Regions from separate parts of the Mus musculus genome. Here region 2 is linked to region 1. A link is a contact called in public Hi-C data. All regions are on one chromosome and are shown on one strand. Each heading gives the region's core, a stretch centred on a gene start, on an enhancer-like site or on the middle of the called end of the contact. The rest is flanking DNA. Distances are from core to core; before and after follow the strand shown. Region 1 overlaps Rimbp2 (RIMS binding protein 2). Region 2 overlaps Rimbp2 (RIMS binding protein 2).

What was found. Hi-C and Micro-C count contacts between places; a contact is called where the count stands out from the background.
Region 2: a Hi-C map of cerebral cortex shows a contact between it and region 1, with 2.2 times the contacts expected there. The contact joins two enhancer-like sites. A contact is called at or near these places in 1 of 15 datasets of contacts at CTCF or cohesin (embryonic stem cells), 19 of 484 Hi-C or Micro-C datasets (8-cell embryo, cerebral cortex, embryonic stem cells and 6 more) and 2 of 115 datasets of contacts at active chromatin or transcription factors (embryonic stem cells and neural progenitor cells).

What each region holds. Positions count from the first base shown.
Region 1 is chr5:128,845,214-128,848,381 of GRCm38.p6, forward strand. Rimbp2 (RIMS binding protein 2) reads right to left here. Exons shown (of 21, transcript NM_001378900.1): 2 at 371-458. Among named protein-coding and RNA genes, the nearest start is that of Gm34057, 29 kb to the left of the region's middle. Within about 2 kb of position 1,713, at least 19 of the 459 cell types and tissues checked have an H3K27ac peak or open chromatin away from gene starts, as enhancers often do. A contact at or near this core is called in cerebral cortex, where this site is marked.
Region 2 is chr5:128,911,138-128,914,305 of GRCm38.p6, forward strand. All of the region lies in intron 1 of Rimbp2 (RIMS binding protein 2), which reads right to left. Among named protein-coding and RNA genes, the nearest start is that of Rimbp2, 40 kb to the right of the region's middle. Within about 2 kb of position 1,509, at least 11 of the 459 cell types and tissues checked have an H3K27ac peak or open chromatin away from gene starts, as enhancers often do. A contact at or near this core is called in cerebral cortex, where this site is marked.

The DNA of each region.
Region 1 (3,168 bases), core at 463-2,962:
CCGGGCTAATTAACAAAGCGTTTGGCATCTCAGTGAGCAAAGGCAGTAGCCTGGCATGAGTTCCAGCAGCTCTGGAGGCCAGGTGTGGAGCTGGGTCCGGGCCAGCATCCCCACCCTAGGCGAGGAGCAGAGGATGCAGAAGCAGGCAGACGTCGGGGTGCTGCTGTGGTGTGGGCTCCCAGCACGGCGTCTGGTAGATGTCTACATGGAGGTTCATGTTTGAGAGACTGTGGTGGATGCTTCGGCAGACCAAGGTTTCAGGCTAATTTGGCTGGGGAGAGTTTGTCCATTCCATAAGCCCTTCCTGCCCTGCGGCTCCTCCCCGGCCCTTGGGAGGAATCCCAAGGTGGGGTGGCAGTGGTGTTATTACCTGGTCATGCTGCCGGGCCCTCAAGGGAAGGCCTTTCCAGGGGCTTCAGGTGATGCTCTCTCTGCACAGCGGCCTTTAGTTCATCATCCTGGAAACGAAGGAAAGGTTGTGGTGAGACAAGGTAGAGACTGGGGGATGAAGTTCTGGCTTAGAGACCAGCTCTAGGCTGGGAGCTAACCTGGCACCCTCAGCCAGACGGAACCCCCCGTTGTCTTTCTTCTACCTAAGCCACACATACCCCAGTGGCAGAATGGGACTGGACACCTGTACCATGATGTCACCTGACCATGGAACTGCTTTGGGTACAGAGGGGGTAAGGCTCTGCCACCTAGTCTTCTAGCAGCTGTAGAAAAGCCCAACTTGTTTTTCTTATTAAATTCCATTTGACTGGGTCCAATGGCTGCGACTGTCTAATTCAAGGCAGGAAATGCTGTTCCCCAAGACAGCACCAGGCAAAGAAAAAGGCATGCCCCCTCCTCTTCCTCCTACGGCCTTGTCTCCAAATCAGCCCAATCACAAACTGGTACTTAGAGGGCCACTTAGTCTCCACGGCAAGGGTCAGCCACAGAAAGAGGTGATGAAACAAAGACCAACCAAGAAAAGGCTGAGCGGTGTTGTTGAAGAACATGGGTGACAGTTAGGAATGAATGAGGAAGAAAGCCAGGTTAAGCCGGAGCAGGCTCCATGGCTGAAGCACATTGCTTACCCTCAAAGAAGCCCGGGGAAACATGAAAAGAAGGGGCACTGTGACCGTGTCTCCAATGCTGCTGTTTAAGCTGTACGGGCTCTGGCATTCCCTGCGGCAGCACAACACACATGTGATCCTGATGTGCGTCCATTGTAGCGCCTGGAGGCAGCTCAGCAAGTCCTCCCCATTATCCTACTAAACTCTTGGACAGCACGATGTACCCTAAAAGCCATCATGGGTGACACTAGAGAAAACTCAGGGAAGTCACCACCCTAATGAAACTGAGCCAAGACTACTGTATATAGGGGCTGTGTGTGCTTGGGACCAGAAGGCTTCTAGAATGTGTAGGCTTGTAGCCGCAACACGACAAACCCATCTCTACCAAGCAGCACGGAGTGACGGCCAAGCTGAGGATGCACAGAAAGAAGTGGTAGGGAGGCCTAGGGGTTTGATATCTGAGGCAGGGTTTCCTCAAGGAGAGGTCGACATTCCTGGACACCCCTGTCACCCATGTTCATGTGGCTCTGCTGCATGTCAGAATAGACCCCTGTGGAGGTGGGTGCCACCGGCTGCTGACCACAGCTGAGGGCTCGGTAATTAAGCTCAGCTACATACGCCCCCAGCCTGGAGTTGGAGAGATTGTGACTCACTCTCTGTCACGACTATGCCGAGGAGTGATTCGGGGAACAGGGTCCCTCCTCCCCCTGAGTCTCTTCTGACCTGGAATAGCATTGCAAAAAAAAAAAAAAAAAAAAAAAAATCAGGCAATCTGGCTTACACAGATTCCGTTGCTGCCTCGGATAGCTAATTCAGTCGTGTGTTTTTTCACATATGTGTGCATACAGGTAGAAGCAGGAGGATGACTTGAGCTATCACACATCGATAATTATCAGTTTGTTTTCTGAGGTACGGTCTCTCACTGGACTGGAGACTGCAAATGGGCTGGGCTAGTCAGCAAGCCTAAAGACTCCTCCCCCTCCCATCTCTACCTCTTCAGAACACGTATCTAGCATCTTTTTTTTTTTAATGCAGGTTCTAGGAATCGAACCCGGGGTCTCCATACTTGCTCAGCAGGTCCTTTACCCACTGAGCCATTTCCCTAGCCCTCAGAAGGTTAAAACTCTCCAGTGACACATGTAGTCAGAGTCTTTGATCTTTCAAGTTCAAAGGCCAACAGAGGAGCAGGTTCAGGATAAGCAGGCTGAGGGTGTGTAAGGGAGCACCCCCACATGAGACACGTATGGGGAGCCCCAAGGTCTACACTACAGATGGGAAATTACCATCTATGTATGCCATGCAGATGGGCACACAGCTATGAGGTGCAGCTGCAGGTAAGTGGTCAGAAGGTCTCAGGACTAGACTTGAGACCTCTGGGAATCCAATCCTGAAAGCTCCAAGCAAAAGCAGAATGGCTTTATCAAACCTTCAGTAATCATTGATATGCCCAGGAGGAAAAAGCCTGATTTGATGTTTTTCTGATGTGTTAAGAGAATTATGGGGGGGGGGGGGTGGAATTCCAATTAAGATGAAGGTGTGAGCCAAGACCTGCTCAATCGCCTGAATCTCAGATGCCCTCAAGGGACATGTAGGACGCTTGGTCCACATGCAAGAACATTCTAGAGTGGTGGTGAATGGTGTGTGTTCACTTCGATCAGTTGCAGCACAGCCCCAAGTGTAGGAGCCACTGAGGGAGAAGGGTGCCCGACGTCACCCGAGATGCTGTGCCTTCAGCAGCTGTGACCACGGTTTCTCTCTTGGGTTACTCATCTTTTGATATATGGTCTAGTGACTCAAATAAAAACATGCATAGCATATTTGTTCCCAGAATAGACACGTCTACTGGTTGGATTTGACTTGAAAGTGGGGCACTTTATTAGAGATGTCAGACAGAGACAGAATCCAAATACTGATGAGTGTGTGTGTGTGTGGGGGGGGGGGGGTGTTACAGACAGCTACTGGGCAGGAGCTGCAGGGAGAAAGGATAAAGGGTGCTGGGGTGAGCACCTGAGCCTGATGTGACCGTGGGCACTTCCTGCGGGGTGAACTGTATTCTCTCCAAATGTAGACCCAGGAGCCTCAATGTGACAATATGGCAATAAGTATAGACAGG
Region 2 (3,168 bases), core at 259-2,758, 66 kb after region 1:
CCGGCAAGTATCAGTTACCAGCACTATTAGCCTCTGCGCCTGACTTTCTCAGTTTGGCTGTAAACAAGGCCTCTGTTTCCCAAGTACTGGGATTAAAGGCATGTTCCACCATGCTTGGCTCTTAAATTTTCAAATTTCTTGTATGAGAGAATATATTGTCCTTGTCTTTCATGTCTGTTTTATTTCACTGAACACAATCTCCTTCAGTTCCATTCACTTAAAATGTAGCCACCCATGGCTGCCACAGCAGGGGGCCAGGTGGTAGGGAGACCACCGCCACTTTCCATTCACAGGCTCAGGAAAGAGCGTGTAGCTGGAACTTAAATTGGGCAAGAAGTACTGCAGACATCAGAGAGGACAGAGATTGCATACAGTACACCATGGAAGCTCAGATACCAAACACAGAGGCGTGCCAGCACCGAGGGGCAAACGCACTGATTTCACGGCTTGATAATAAAGATCCCCAGACTACTGTGGCAAGAAAGAGCCAACCATCTCTTCTGCCAGCACCAGAACCAAAAGGTGTAGCAGGCAGCTGGCAAGGTGTTCAGAGGGCAGTTTCTGCCCGCCTCTGGGGTACATGCTTTCTGGAGACCCGGCTTATCCCCTCCCCCAACAATCAACTGCCAACGCCATTCTTAAAAATCCTTCAGGGCACATTTGAGCATCTTCAGCGTTTTGTGCCATCCGCTCCTCTGCTCTGCAGCCCTAAATAGACTTGCTTTTAACAGCACATCTGTGCTGCTTCTACTTGAGACAGCCCTGCGCCAGGCGCCCTGGCCTTTGAAACAATCAGTTCGCAGCAAGTCATCACCTCCCCCCCCCACCCCCCCCACCTCCGGCTCTGTGGGTTCAGTGAGGAGGTTTCCCCTTGTCTTACAAGCCACGGTAGGGGGAGGTAGAGTCTCTTATTCCCCCCCCCCGCGCCCCCCAGCAACACGAACTTGTTTATCCAAAGAGCGCCCTCCTGTCTCAGCATTAGATACCCAGTGGGGAACATAAATGCTGTTCTCCAAACCCTGCCGACAAAGCGCCCCCTGGATGGCTCAGGGCTAGAAAGGCACTCTGTAGCCTCACGGTTTTCTGCAAAAGGCCTGTGCCACCATGCCTGGTTTATTTGGTGCAACGGATCTAAAATCCACCTACCGAACCACATCCCCAACCCCTCAAGTGGTATTTTTAAACAATCATAGCTTTCTGGAGTTCCAAGGGAAGTGAAAGGGGGAGGTTTTCCTTCCAAACAGCATGATTTCTATCATTTCAGCACGCTGTACCTTAAAATTGTTGGTCATCCCATTCAGGCAACTGATCTCAGAGGAAAATGCCCAAAGGCTTCTTATTTCTCAAGAAGCCTTTTCATGAACAGAAATTTATACAGCAGCAGGCACTTTTATTTTTTAAAATAGCTGCTTTGTAAATGTCATGGCAAGGATGCTAAGCAGAGACAGAGGGAGCCTGGGACCTGTTTATTTCTATAAGAAGCAAAGAGCTAGAGCCCAGGGCAGGGCGGAGTCTCCCTCACTCCTTCTTGGGAGCCTCCTGCCTCCTGAAGGCTCCTCACTGAAGCTCCCTAGAGTGACTGTTGCTATTCTGTCTTCCAGAAAGCTCAGCCTGTTCCCATTTGGCTCCGCAACCTTCCTAATGCCGAGACTCTGTAATGCAGTTCATGTTCTGGTGACCCCCCCCCCAACCATAAAATTATTTTGTTGCTACTGCCTAATTGTAATTTTGTGACTGTAATGGGCTGTAATGTAAACACCTGTGTTCTCTGAGTGTATTTGGGGGTCGCAACCCACACTTTGAGAACCACTCCCTGCTCTACAGGGAAGCAAGCTCATAGATGGTTTCTTGTGTTCTCACCTCACTGATGGGATAGACAGACAGACAGACAGACAGGAAGAAAGACAGACAGACAGGTGGTGGTAGTGAGGATGTCAATGAGCACTGAGTTCTTCCACATGCCTGACAGAGCTCTGAACTCACCACATCTGAAGCTATTGCACCCTTACCACCTCTTGGCCGATCGTCTCCTCCTGGCTTTGTAGATAAGACAATAATACCAAAGTAAGCTTAGACATGGTCACCTGGTTAAGACTTGACAAGGGGGCGCAGGTGAGATGGCTCAGCGGGTAAGAGCACTGACTGCTCTTACAAAGGTCCTGAGTTCAAATCCCAACAACCACATGGAGACTCACAACCATCTATAATGGAATCTGATGCCCTCTTCTGGTATGTCTGAAGTCAGCTACAGTGCACTTATCTATAATAAAAAATAAATCTAAAAAAAAAAAAAAAAAGACTTGACAAGGTCTAGAATCACCTAGGAGACACACCTCTGGGCCTTTGTGTCCCAGCACTGACACAAGTAACTAACACTCGTGGGAACAATATGGAAGAGCAAATGCATTCACAACCTTCAGGCCCTGGAGCTGCCCACAATGCTGTTCCACCCAGGAACAGATGAAGTCTCCAAGCTGGCAGCTTCGCTTGGACAGAACCTAGAAATCAGTAGTATCTAGGCTGATCTTTTTCTGTTAGTCTTTCCAGAGCCCTGTCTCCTGTCAGTGTCCAGGTAACAGATTCCTAATGGCTTGAGTGGATTAGTTGAATTCTGAATCTGGAGATGGAAGCCAAGGGCACCTTTAAGGAAGTATAGAAACACCAGTCTTATCCTTCCCCTGAGAGAATAATCTACTGTAGTGAGTACACTACAGCTTTTGGAAAGGGCCATAATCGAAACGGTATATCTAGGGCTGGAAGACAGATGCAGGGTTAAGAGCCTATACTGCTTTTACAGAGGTCCTGAGTCCCATTCTAAGCACTCACAGGGAGGATTCACAACCCTCTGTGGCTCCAGGTTCAGGTGATCTGACTCCCCCTTCTGGTTTCTTATGGAAGTGCACTTGTGCACATCCACAAACAAAACAAAAAACTCTTTTCAATATTTAGAAAACTTAATTCCTGCTTCTCTACTTGTTGCTAATTCATTGTTTTCTGATTTTCCCCCGTTTGCTCTTTTGTTTTGCTTCTATCTTATTTTCTTCATCTGGTTTCCAGTGTTGAATATTTAGGCTGATTTTTAATATTCTTCTTAAAAGAATAGATTCTAAAACTGCCTGTTTTCTTGAGTGTGGCTGTGTTCTAGTCTTAGCCAGTAGTGTGCAATGA